4 separate regions of the Mus musculus genome follow, and regions 2, 3 and 4 are each linked to region 1. A link is a contact called in public HiChIP or PLAC-seq and promoter capture Hi-C data. All regions are on one chromosome and are shown on one strand. The core of a region is the stretch at or near the end of the contact, and the rest is flanking DNA. Distances in the headings are between cores, read along the strand shown. Region 1 holds the start of Rps23 (ribosomal protein S23). Region 2 holds the start of Tent2 (terminal nucleotidyltransferase 2). Region 3 holds the start of Jmy (junction-mediating and regulatory protein). Region 4 holds the start of Edil3 (EGF-like repeats and discoidin I-like domains 3).

Evidence for each region. Promoter capture Hi-C pulls out the DNA fragments that hold promoters and counts their contacts. HiChIP or PLAC-seq counts read pairs in DNA pulled down with a chosen protein or histone mark.
Region 2: a promoter capture Hi-C map of embryonic stem cells shows a contact between it and region 1, with 5 times the contacts expected there. The contact joins the promoter of Tent2 here to the promoter of Rps23 in region 1. A contact is called at or near these places in 2 of 39 promoter capture datasets (embryonic stem cells and pre-B cells).
Region 3: an H3K27ac HiChIP or PLAC-seq map of thymic regulatory T cells shows a contact between it and region 1, with 7 times the contacts expected there. The contact joins the promoter of Jmy here to the promoter of Rps23 in region 1. A contact is called at or near these places in 1 of 39 promoter capture datasets (pre-B cells) and 1 of 115 datasets of contacts at active chromatin or transcription factors (thymic regulatory T cells).
Region 4: a promoter capture Hi-C map of hippocampal neurons shows a contact between it and region 1, with 5 times the contacts expected there. The contact joins the promoter of Edil3 here to the promoter of Rps23 in region 1. A contact is called at or near these places in 4 of 39 promoter capture datasets (the C10 cell line, embryonic stem cells, hippocampal neurons and 1 more) and 1 of 115 datasets of contacts at active chromatin or transcription factors (bone marrow-derived dendritic cells).

Annotation. Positions count from the first base shown.
Region 1 is chr13:90,921,692-90,924,391 of GRCm38.p6, reverse strand. Rps23 (ribosomal protein S23) reads right to left here and starts at 1,270. Exons shown (of 4, transcript NM_024175.3): 1 at 1,193-1,270; 2 at 646-805; 3 at 1-66. The coding sequence starts at 1,196.
Region 2 is chr13:93,190,991-93,193,691 of GRCm38.p6, reverse strand. It overlaps Tent2 (terminal nucleotidyltransferase 2), which reads left to right and starts at 1,275. Exons shown (of 15, transcript NM_133905.3): 1 at 1,275-1,598.
Region 3 is chr13:93,498,528-93,501,227 of GRCm38.p6, reverse strand. It overlaps Jmy (junction-mediating and regulatory protein), which reads left to right and starts at 1,420. Exons shown (of 11, transcript NM_021310.3): 1 at 1,420-2,700. The coding sequence starts at 1,922.
Region 4 is chr13:88,820,029-88,822,746 of GRCm38.p6, reverse strand. It overlaps Edil3 (EGF-like repeats and discoidin I-like domains 3), which reads right to left and starts at 1,275. Exons shown (of 11, transcript NM_001037987.3): 1 at 699-1,275. The coding sequence starts at 765.

The DNA.
Region 1 (2,700 bases), core at 21-2,520:
TTCTTAATGAGCTGCACCCTGACGCACTTCCTGATGGCAGAATTTGGCTGTTTGGCCTCAACCCCTCTGCAATATCAATGGCACATGTGAAGTCAGTAAGGTTTTTAAAATTCGATTAAGAATAAAAGTAGAAGCAGCTCCTAGTCAATCCAGTCTCAAATCCTGCAGATGCCACTATTTTAATGAAGTTTTTACAGGCAAAATCGAACTTTAGCGCCACTGGAGTGGTAAAAATGAGGATTCAAACTCTTGTTGCGAAATTTGTGAACGCCACACACAAAAAAAAAAAATCATCACTCTAAAAAGCCAATGCACCAGAAACATGCCAGAAAAGGAATTTTCTCAACTCCAAAAAGATACTAAGAATGTACCAGCTGCTTAAGGTATAGCCCCCCCCCCAACTGTTCAATGTATGCTTTAGTATGTACTATATTACTTTTACTTCTTCCATTCCTTCCAGACTACAGCCGAAATTAAAAACTTTAGTAATCTCATCCCTGGCCGAACATAAACAAGCACATTTCCCATTTTTTCCTTATAAAAACCCCAACCAACGCAGGCTCAGGATCTTTTGCGACTTTTGAAGAACTACTTCGTTCTCAACTACGGTAAACCATCGCTTCTAGCGCGCAGCTTTTGACTTACACTTTTTCCAGCACAATTCCCTTTGCATGAGAGGCACCCCCAAACGGATTGGCCTTCAGGGCTGTGCCCAAGTGGGCTTTCTTGTACTGTTTGTCATGCCACTTCTGGTCCCGTCGGTGACTGCGGAGCTTCCGGGCAGTTCGGAGACCACGACACTTGCCTAAAAAACACACATCACTGAATGCTCCGCAAACCGAGCCCGCGCTTCCGCACACGAGCTTCAGCAGAAGGGACGTTTGCGCCAGAGACCTGTGGCTCCTCTTAGCACGTGGGCCAATTACCCTCGAAATCCCCTAACTCGGAGCTGCACACAAACCCAGGCTGGGGCCTTTACGCTTACTTAAATTTCCAGGGTAATGGGTCCCGGCAAGGCCGCCCGAAGGCCGCAGGAACTCTTCCGTATGGCCACGTGCCCGCGGGACGGCGCCCCTTCTCCCGACCTCCGCCCGGTTACAGCCCTACTCTCCGCTCTATCTCCCCACGATAGGCCGTATCCCGAGCTCTAGAGCCCTGCGGCGGCCCCTCAGCCCAGCCCCGCACAGCTCACCCATCTTGCCGGCGCCACGGGCCCAAGAGAAAGAGAGAGGAGGTGCAGGAAGGACCCACAAGGCATTGCGGGAAGCCCCGCCCAGCCGAAGGCCCCGTGCGGCTGTCCAAGCGGCGCCTGTACCGGGGAGTGTGTGGGTGGAGGAAACGATTCAGTGCCTCCACTTTTGTGAGACACAGAGTTTTGTTTAATATGTATCAAATCCAAAGCAATTTCATTTACGCTGTTATTTCCTTTTCAGGCAAATGACAAGGCTAGAGGAATACGGACTACCAATCCCAGAAATCTTTGCGCTAACTGCTCACTGCGCAGGCGTCCTCTGCAACTCCCTCAACCCACCCCCCCACCCCCCCACACCTCAGGCCCAGGGCTGGGCGGTGCTAATTCGGAAAGGGCGGAGCGGGGTGGGGCTGGACGGAGTAGGAGGTTCCCAGCGTCAGTAAATTGTAAATTTTAGTGAGGCAATGATTCAGTGATGAAAAATCGATTATTTTTGTTGTTGTTGTTTCTAGCCAGACTTGAGCTTTAAACAGTGAGCTGACATTTGTTGGTTGTGCGTCCTTGCTTAATTCTAGTACCTTTACAACCCGAATCTTTCCTGTAGTTTTTCTGGGATGTTGAGTCACATAAAAATGAAAATTTTAATGTCTTTGCACTGGATATTTGGCAGTTAAGAGAACGAAGATTTTTCTCGTTAAGTTTATATTCTAGGTAAAGGGACAGAGCCTATAAATATAAAAAAATATCTTTACACACTGACAAATGTTATAGAAAAATGAAGCTTTTTAGTGAAGGGGTGGACTTTAAGAAGGTATCCCTGTAGGTTACATTTGAGCTGGGAGCCTATATTTAGCATAGGATACAGCCTTCCAGAAGTGAAAGGTGGTTCTCTTGTCAATTGAACTGAGAGATTAAAAAAAAAAAGCAACAGTGGTTCTGAAAGCCTGGGCATTACAGAACTTTACAGCTGGGCATGGTGGTGCATGCCTTTAATCCCAGCACTTGAGAGGCAGAGGCAGGTGAATTCCTGAGTTTGAAGCCAGCCTGGTCTACAGAGTGAGTTCCAGGACAGCCAGGGCTACACAGAGAAACCCTGTCTCAAAAACAACCAAACAACCAAACAAACCAAACAAACAGAACTTTACCGCAGTAAAGCCTTCTGAAACTCTCCTCTGATATTAAATCTTTAGATTTAAGCTGGGGATTCTTTTTTTTTTTTTTTTTTTTTTTTTAGATCTGTTTATTTTATGTATGTAAGTACACTGTAGCTCTACAGATGGATGTGAGCCTTCATGTGGTTGTTGGGAATTGAATTTTAGGACCTCTGCTCCCCGGTCGGCCCTGCTTGCTTGGGTCAACTCCATTTGCTCAGTCCCTGCTCTCTCAGGCCCAAAGATTTATTTATTATTATACATAAGTACACTGTAGCTGTCTTCTAACACTCCAGAAGAGGGCATCAGATCTCATTACGGGTGGTTGTGAGCCACCATGTGGTTGCTGGGATTTGA
Region 2 (2,701 bases), core at 26-2,525, 2.3 Mb before region 1:
TAAGGTTTCTCTGTGTAGCCCTGGCTGTCCTGGAACTCACTCTGTAGCCCAGGCTGGCCTTGAACTCAGAAATCCGCCTGCCTCTGCCTCCCAAGTGCTGGGATTAAAGGCGTGCACCACCACACCTGTCTTGGCCCTAGCCTTCTTATATGCCCTTTTTATGCCCGAAAAGACAAGCAAGACAGGAAACCAGAGCCATGTTGAAGATCAACTTAACTGACATTTATAAAATACTCTACACAATAACTGAACATACTTTATTACCAAAGCACAATTAACATTTACCACATCAGATGATACTCGGAAGCACGTGACAAGTTTTTTAAAAAATTATTTAAATGATTCAAATATAATTTATAAAGACTTTGCAAGTCAAGTGAAACGAAAACTCTTTATCGAAATAAGTGGGATTCAGTTAAGTTATTATTCATATAGTAAGTTATCAAACGACTCTAAGTATTATCACAGAAATGACCTCAGTTTGTGAATTAAGGTAGAAAAATTAAAAATTGAATAACTATTGAGTTCGAGGCCAGCCTGGTCTACAAAGTGAGTTCCAGGACAGCCAGGGCTATACAGAGAAACCCTGTCCCGACAAAACAAAAACAAAACAAAAACAAAAAAACAACCAAACTAAAAACAATGGGGGAAAAAAACCCAGAATAAATAACAAGAAAACCAAAAAGCAGTAAACAAATCATTACTTTCGGGATTGGGAACGGTCAGATTCTACGGGGACAAAACAGGGCTATTGTTTACAGATATTCATCAATAAATCAAGCAGTTTAGACAGTTTCACCAGATACTAAAGTTCTCTCAATGAGAAACAATGGTGGGTATTTGTTAGACAAGTGAGTGCGAGCTAGGGCAGGGTAATGTGTGGGTGGTTTTGGGGGCCTTAGAGGCATGATTTTGTCTCCAAGAAACTGTTTTTGTTTGTTTGTTGTTGAGGAGAACATCACCCACGATTTCATACTGATCTTTCCAGCAATGGGAAGGTTGGTTTTGGATATCTCCTGGAAGGCCCTCCATGGACAGAACAGGCCTCCTGGAAATGGCCAGCGGCACGTAACTTAGGAGGCGGCGCCAGCGGAGCGGGGTGGCCTACTGCCCTGCGGAAGGGCCGGGCTGTACCTTCCCTCGCCACCATCTCAGCAGCCGCCGCAGACTCCCTGGCTGGACCAGGGTGGGGCTGTGCGCCTGCGCAGCTCAGCAAACGCGCTCTCCAGTGTCGGCTGCCGGAAGTCTGACCTTTCGCTCCCGCTGATGATTCCTTTCCGGGGTCACGTTGATCTTCCGGGTCCTGTGACAGGGTTGTCTACGCCGCCTTTTCGGCGACTTTTTAGTCTTCCGCCTTTTTTTTTTTTTCCTCCCCCACCCCCCTTTCTTTTTGTTGTCGCCACCCCCAGCCTTCCACGGCCGCGCGGGCCTGGCCTTAGGCTCGTGACTCTCCGCCGCCCTGCCCGCCCGAGCTGGGCCTCGCTGCGCCGGGCCGCTGGCTGCTCCTACCTCTGCCTGCTCGGGCGGCAGCTCCGGCCTGGGAGCGTGTTGGCGGGCAGTGCCGCTGGGCCCCGCTCGGCCCTTCGGCGTGGACGCCGGTGAGTTTCAGGGCTTCGGTGGGGATGCACGAGTGCAGGCCCCGGTCCCCGGCCGGGCGCGTGAAACTTGGCTGAGACTGGCGCTGTGTTTTGCGCGGGAGAGCCTGGCGCTCCCCCGGAGCTCCCTGGATTAGGGGCGTTCCCAGGCCGCCGGACTTTGGGAAGAATGTTGGCCTTTCTCTGATCTGTCTTCTCGCTAGTTCTCATGTCGCCTCCCGCCCTCTCCTCACTCCCTAGACCGAAAGAGTAAGACTGTCTTGATACTCCCTCTTGGAGTTCCAAAAGGCAGTGGAGACCCAAGGTAAATGTCTAAATTAACGAACTCTTGTGGAAGGCATTTATCTCTGAGACAATTAAACAGCATGGAGTCATCTCAGTCAGGTCAGGACTGGCTGATGGTCGAATTCACTTTTCCTAGTCATATTTGTGGTTGGGCTCTCCTTTCTTTAACTGCTTAAGAACACAAGGGGCAATGTGTTTCCTGGTATCTGTGATTTAAGTTTCTTGTTTTGCCCTATTTGAGCGTTGTTTAAAGTAATTAGTTTGTTGATAAGAGGAAGAGGAAAAATTGTGCAGGTCAAACAGGATTGGAAATTTAACGTGTTTAGCGTATGGTTTTTGTGAAGTCACACTACCATCATAGTACATAGTTTAGTACTATAGGGCTTTGCTGTGTTAACAGCTATTAACACGGTTAATCTGTACTGATTAGTAACCTGTAATAGAAACACTGGTTGGTGTGAATTGCCCCAATTGTATGTGTTCGAGAAATACACAGACTCTGTGAAACTCTTAGATGGAATTTAATTTTTAATAAAAAGAATGCTCTGTTCAGAGCCTGAAGGTGGTTTTGACAGTGCATGCTGAGCAGGATCTGGGAGTTACACTTGTGTTGTAGAACAAAGAACTGATCCAAGACACTTAGAGTGCACACATAACTTGATTAAGCCATGCAGTTCTTGTAGGAAATTGCTACTTTCTCAGGAATCTTGGTGAAGAGACAGTTATGTAAACTTGAGTAGTCTATAACTTCTTGTTGAGATCAATTTGACTAAAGTTAATTCCAGTTGCAAATTAAGAGACCAAATACTGTTATCACTAGA
Region 3 (2,700 bases), core at 171-2,670, 2.6 Mb before region 1:
TACTTGGGTCTCTCCCAGCGTTTTCAAAGGTGCTTTTGATTTGCACGGAAGAGCTGACACATATGTACAAGCTTTGAAAATATGCAGCTCATTATAAGAATTCCAAAAGGTTGAAGTCATTTTTATCTTTTTCTGAATCTTGCTGTGTGTGTGTGTGTGTGTGTGTTTGGTCCAAGAGTAGGCATGGGTTTCAAAGCAGATGTTTAAAGTTTAAAATGTTCAGCAAGGCGGTGGTGGCACACGCCTTTAATCCCAGCACTTGGGAGGCAGAGACAGGCAGATATCTTAGTCCGAGGCCAGCCTGGTCTACAAAGTGAGTTCCAGGACAGCCAGGGCTACACAGAGAAACCCTGTCTCCAAAAAACCAAAACCAAAACAAAAAAAAAAGTTCAGCCAAGAGATAGGTCTAAAACTTTTGACTATCAATTTAGATGTCAGGCCAATACAAAACTGTGTGTAGCTGACAACGTGAGGGTGACTCAGATGATTTTCACACGTTTTAGAAATGTGGCTTAAAGTAAAAGAACTAATTCCTATTATACATTAGTGCCTGCTTGATGCCTTAGACACTGACAGGAAAGATGACGCCAATAATATAAAGTGGATTATAAACCTACTAGACAATATTAGGAATGTTTCAACACAATTTAGTATGAATAATTGGATTTTTCTGGCTGGTTTTTGAAACAAGGTCTTTTGTAGCCCCTGCTGGCCTTGAATTACCATATCTGGTTGCCTCTACTCACCAAGTGTTGGGATTATAGTTATGCACTGCCTTGCCAGGCTGATAAAAACTTTTTGTTTGTGCTTTCTGGGAACTCTGATAACTGAATACAATGTCAAAACTTTAGTGCAGTGACTGCCCAAAGAGATTCTCAGAACAGTACACAACGAGGAAAGCCGAAGCAATAAAAGAAGGATAAATTGAGACAAATGTTCACGCTCTTTAGGACGTGACTGAATTTTCCTACTGTTTTCGTATTCTCCTGAGTTGTTTTGCATACATGTCTAACTTAAATTGTGTCTGAAGGATGTCAGGGGAGAATGGAACCCTTTGGCTTAGCCTTGTAAAGCAAGGCAGAGTTCCCGGACTGTTTAGGACGCGTCTGAACACAGTTGGCGATCCAGATTCACTTAGGGTGAAGGAGGGCTACATCAAGGTCCTTGAACAAAGTCTCAGAGTCCCTCTGCCTTTGCTCCTCTTGCCGGGGGTTCAAAGCAACCTGTGCGGCCGGGCACACCAGTCTCTCATCTTGCAGAAAAGCGTCATCCCGCAGCCACAGACTCCGGGCCGGGAAAAAGGGGGCAGGGCTGGGGCCAGGAACGCGGCGGCGCGCAGGCGCGGCTGGAGGGACGCGGAGGGGGGCGGGGCGCCGCCGGGCGGGCGGGACGCGCGCCGCCGCTCCCGTTGCCGCTGCTGCCGCCGCCGCGTCAGCAGCGTGCCGCACGTGCCCGTGTTTACGTCCCTCGTGGAGCCGCAGACGTCACAGCCGAATGGCAACATTGTGGCGACGCTGAGACTAGCGCTTTAGGAGTCTGCTTTCTGGTTCTGGTTCTGGCTGGCTGGGCGCTGTTGGCCGGGGGCAGAGGGGCGGCGGGGAGGTAGGCCCCGGCGGGCGAGCGGCGGACGCGCGCCTCAGCACGCAGCCCCGCGGCTCCGCGCAGGCCGGTCCGGCGGCCCAGGGCCCTGCGCTGCGGCAGCGAGCGGCTTGTAAACAGATCCGGCCGCACGTGACCATGTGAACTACCTGCTCCGGGCCGCGTATTGTCTCTTCTGAGAGCCGCACCACAAAGGAGCCGGTGGGTGAGCGGCCGGCGCGCTAAGATGGCTGCAGGCGCCCCGCAAGGGTGAGCTGGGGGCGCGGCCACCGCGGAGACTCGGCCGGGCGGGCGACCCCCCTCGCCGGGCACCGGAGCTACCATGTCGTTCGCGCTGGAGGAGACACTCGAGTCCGACTGGGTGGCGGTGCGGCCCCACGTATTCGACGAGCGCGAGAAGCACAAGTTTGTGTTCATTGTGGCCTGGAACGAGATCGAAGGCAAGTTTGCTATAACCTGTCACAACCGGACGGCCCAGAGACAGAGGAGCGGTTCCCGGGAACAGGCGGGGACGCCCGCGTCTGATGGGAGTCGCGGTCCGGGCAGCCCCGCGGCCAGGGGTCGGTCAGAGGCCGCTGCCTCTGCTACAGCAGCGCTCCGGAGTCCCGGGCCACGGAAAAGCCAGGCCTGGGCCGAGGGCGGCTCTCCGCGCAGCGCGCGCAGCCTGAAGGGGGATCCTCCTCGGGGTCCCGCGGGCAGAGGACCGGAGAGTCCTCTCCGTAGCCCCGCGCGGGCTAAGGCCAGCCCGCTCCGCAGAAGCGCCGAATCCCGAGATGCGACCGCCAGTGCCACGCCAGCCCCGCCGGCGCCCCCGGTGCCCCCGGTGTCGTCGGTGCGGGTGGTGAGTGCCTCCGGGGCGGTCTCCGAGGAGATCGAGGTCCTGGAAATGGTGAGGGAGGACGAGGCGCCACAGCCGCTCCCGGACTCGGAGCAGCCGCCGTCTGCCGCGGAGCTGGAGTCTCCGGCCGAAGAATGCAGCTGGGCCGGGCTTTTCTCCTTCCAGGATCTGCGAGCCGTGCATCAGCAGCTGTGCTCGGTAAACTCCCAGCTGGAGCCGTGTCTGCCGGTGTTCCCCGAAGAGCCGTCAGGCATGTGGACGGT
Region 4 (2,718 bases), core at 26-2,525, 2.1 Mb after region 1:
CAGCCATCTATTACCAAGAGTTAAGGTCTTACCCAGAGGGAGTACAAAATAATGCTCAAGCCCCCTGGGGTTGGAGGAGAAGAGAGTTGTTTGAGCTGTTGTAATTGAAGTCACGCGCCCAAGAGGAGGGTTGGGGAGAAAGCTAGCGACTTAGTAGACCTCTCTCTTTCTCATTGGCAGTATGAACTCTCAATATCGGGTCCAGGTTGACAGACCCCTTAGCCCCCACCCCCACCCCCACCCCTGTCCCTGCACCAGAGCACTGCATCCAGCTTACCGCCCGGTGGTTATCCAGGCTATTCTAGCACCTACTAGATGATGGCCCAGCACACTTAGCTCTGTCAGGTCTCTATCACAACCTCACAACCCTGTCCGCTGTCATCGGCCAAGAACATTGATATTTGCTAGTCAGGGGTCGCGCAGGGAATCACTAGCAAAAAAAAAGCCTAGGAAGACAACCCCTTCACACCCCCTCAATCTTCTTATTTTCTAGATCGCACCCTCTTCCCAGGCTCAGCCTGGGGCACTCCACACGGACTTTGCTAGCACTTTGGCAGGGTATCCAGGGAGCATCGCCTCTTTCGTAGCGCTCCTCACGCCGTGCACGCACTGAGGACCCACTGTGGCCCCTTGAGCGGCATTTCCAAAGGTGCTCCCCGCCCGTCCCTCATCCAGGGACCCCTGCCCAGCCACCTCACCTTTGCCGAACTGGGGCACCCCGAGGCTGAGTCCAACCAAAAGCCAGGCTGCTACCAAGTGCTTCATGATCCCTTCTCACGGACGTGACCTGGGCTGGTCCGGGGTCGTAGCGGAGGGCACAGTAGGCGAGGCGGCCCTGCAGGACAGCAGTAAACCCCGCCCTGTCAGAGATTCAAGAGGACGTCTTTCCTCCCGCAGCGCTTCCTCAAATTCTTGGGAAGGGCGATAAAAGAGTGGTGGCCCTAGAGAAAGGGTGATTCACCCCTCACTCCAGCTTCGCCTGAGCTGGGGTGCGCGGAGGTGGGTGCGCTTGAGAGAGGCTGGGGCTGCGAGTGGGTCCTAGCAGAGGCACAGCGGGCGGAGCGCGGGCTCCTTGGGTTCCTGGCTCCCCGATTTCCGTGCGCGCACCGCAGGCGAAGCGGCCAGCAGTGACTACGGCTCACGCTGCTGCCGCGGCGGCTGCGGGGGCTTCTGACTTGGAGAACAATGAAGCGAGAGCTGGAGGGGAGCGAGCCTGAGGCCAGGAGCGCACTGTGTACAAACAGTGGCGGCGCGCGTGTGAGACTGAGCCTAGCTGGCTTTGGGCGCCCCCGGCGGCCCGCCCCCCTACCCTCCCTCTTCTTATTGCCTTCTCCAATCTCTCTCTCTCTCTCTCTCTCTCTCTCTCTCTCTCTCTCTCTCTCTCTCTCTCTCTCTCTCTCTCTCTCTCCCTCCTTCCCTCTCTCTTCCTCTCCCCCCCATTCTCTCTCTCTCCCCCAGCTTTGGAAGGTGGCTCCTTCTGCTGGAAGAGAAAGGGAGGCAGCCGCAGCCACACCCTGACTGATACCTGCCACTATCTGCTAAGTTCCACATCTTCTCCACCTAAGATGCAAACTCTAAGGTTAAGGGAATACGATAGATGTCCGAAAGTGTTGGTTCCAGGTTTGGTTTTATGGTTAAGTGTACAAAAGAGTCCACTGAACTTCAGGACTGCCAGGAAAGGAAGTTAAGAGATTTCACAAAGTGGCTCTAGGAGCCTCAAGCTTGGTGAGACCCAAGACTGCTAAAAGAAGTCTCAGTTTCTCAGGAGTCACGATTTAGTCAGGAGCCAGACAGGCAAGACAGGCTGCTGCTCTGTTGTTCTGCCTGCAAATCAGTTTGCTCAGGGCTGAAGAGAAAGGTTGTGGGCTCATCTGCTCTCAGTGGAGAAAGGGCATAAGCAAGTGGGAGGCATGTAAGCAGGACATCTGTTTCACATGAAGGAAGTCATAGAAAAACAGAGGAAAGAGCAGATTCTTGACACATCACTCAGGTGGATCAAATTTCGCTGTTCTTCACCAAAACTAAAATAAATGGGCTTATTTTGCACTGAAAGTGATTGAACTGAAAATAAAGCCTCTGGCTTACAATTGTACTTTCTCCCCTGTTTTTCAGTTAGAATGATTGCTTACTGTAGATTCAATTCCTGTGGTACCAAGTACCAAAATGAAACAGGGTTCTCTGCCCTCCCCGAGTCACCATTAGGAAGGGAGATAGGAGGATATAAACACATGCGTAGAGAAACTGAAGAAATGAAGAAAATTGTCACTCTCAGGATTAGATGCTGAAAGGAGACAACCATGAAACTTCTTTATTTCTTCCTCAAGTCCTTGGAACCTCATCTTGTACCATCTCTCTGTCTGGAGTGATATCAAGGGTGGGAGGACATGCAAACCAATTGAGAAATAAAACCAAATGAGGGCAAGAGAGAGAAGTAATGTGTAATATGGGCAAAACACCAACCACAATAAAACATGTTTCCCATGCTGAGTGAGAGGGTGACAATACATGTTTAAAAAACTAACCAGAGCTCCCAGGGATTAAACCATCAACCAAAGAATACACATGGAGGGACCCATGACTCCAGCCATATATGTGGCAGAGAAGGGCCTTGTTAGGTATCAATGCGAGGAGAAGCCCTTGGTCCTGTGAAAGCTCAATGCCCCCAGTGTAGGGGAATGCTAGAATGGTGAGGCAGGAGTTGGTGGGTGGTTGGGTGGG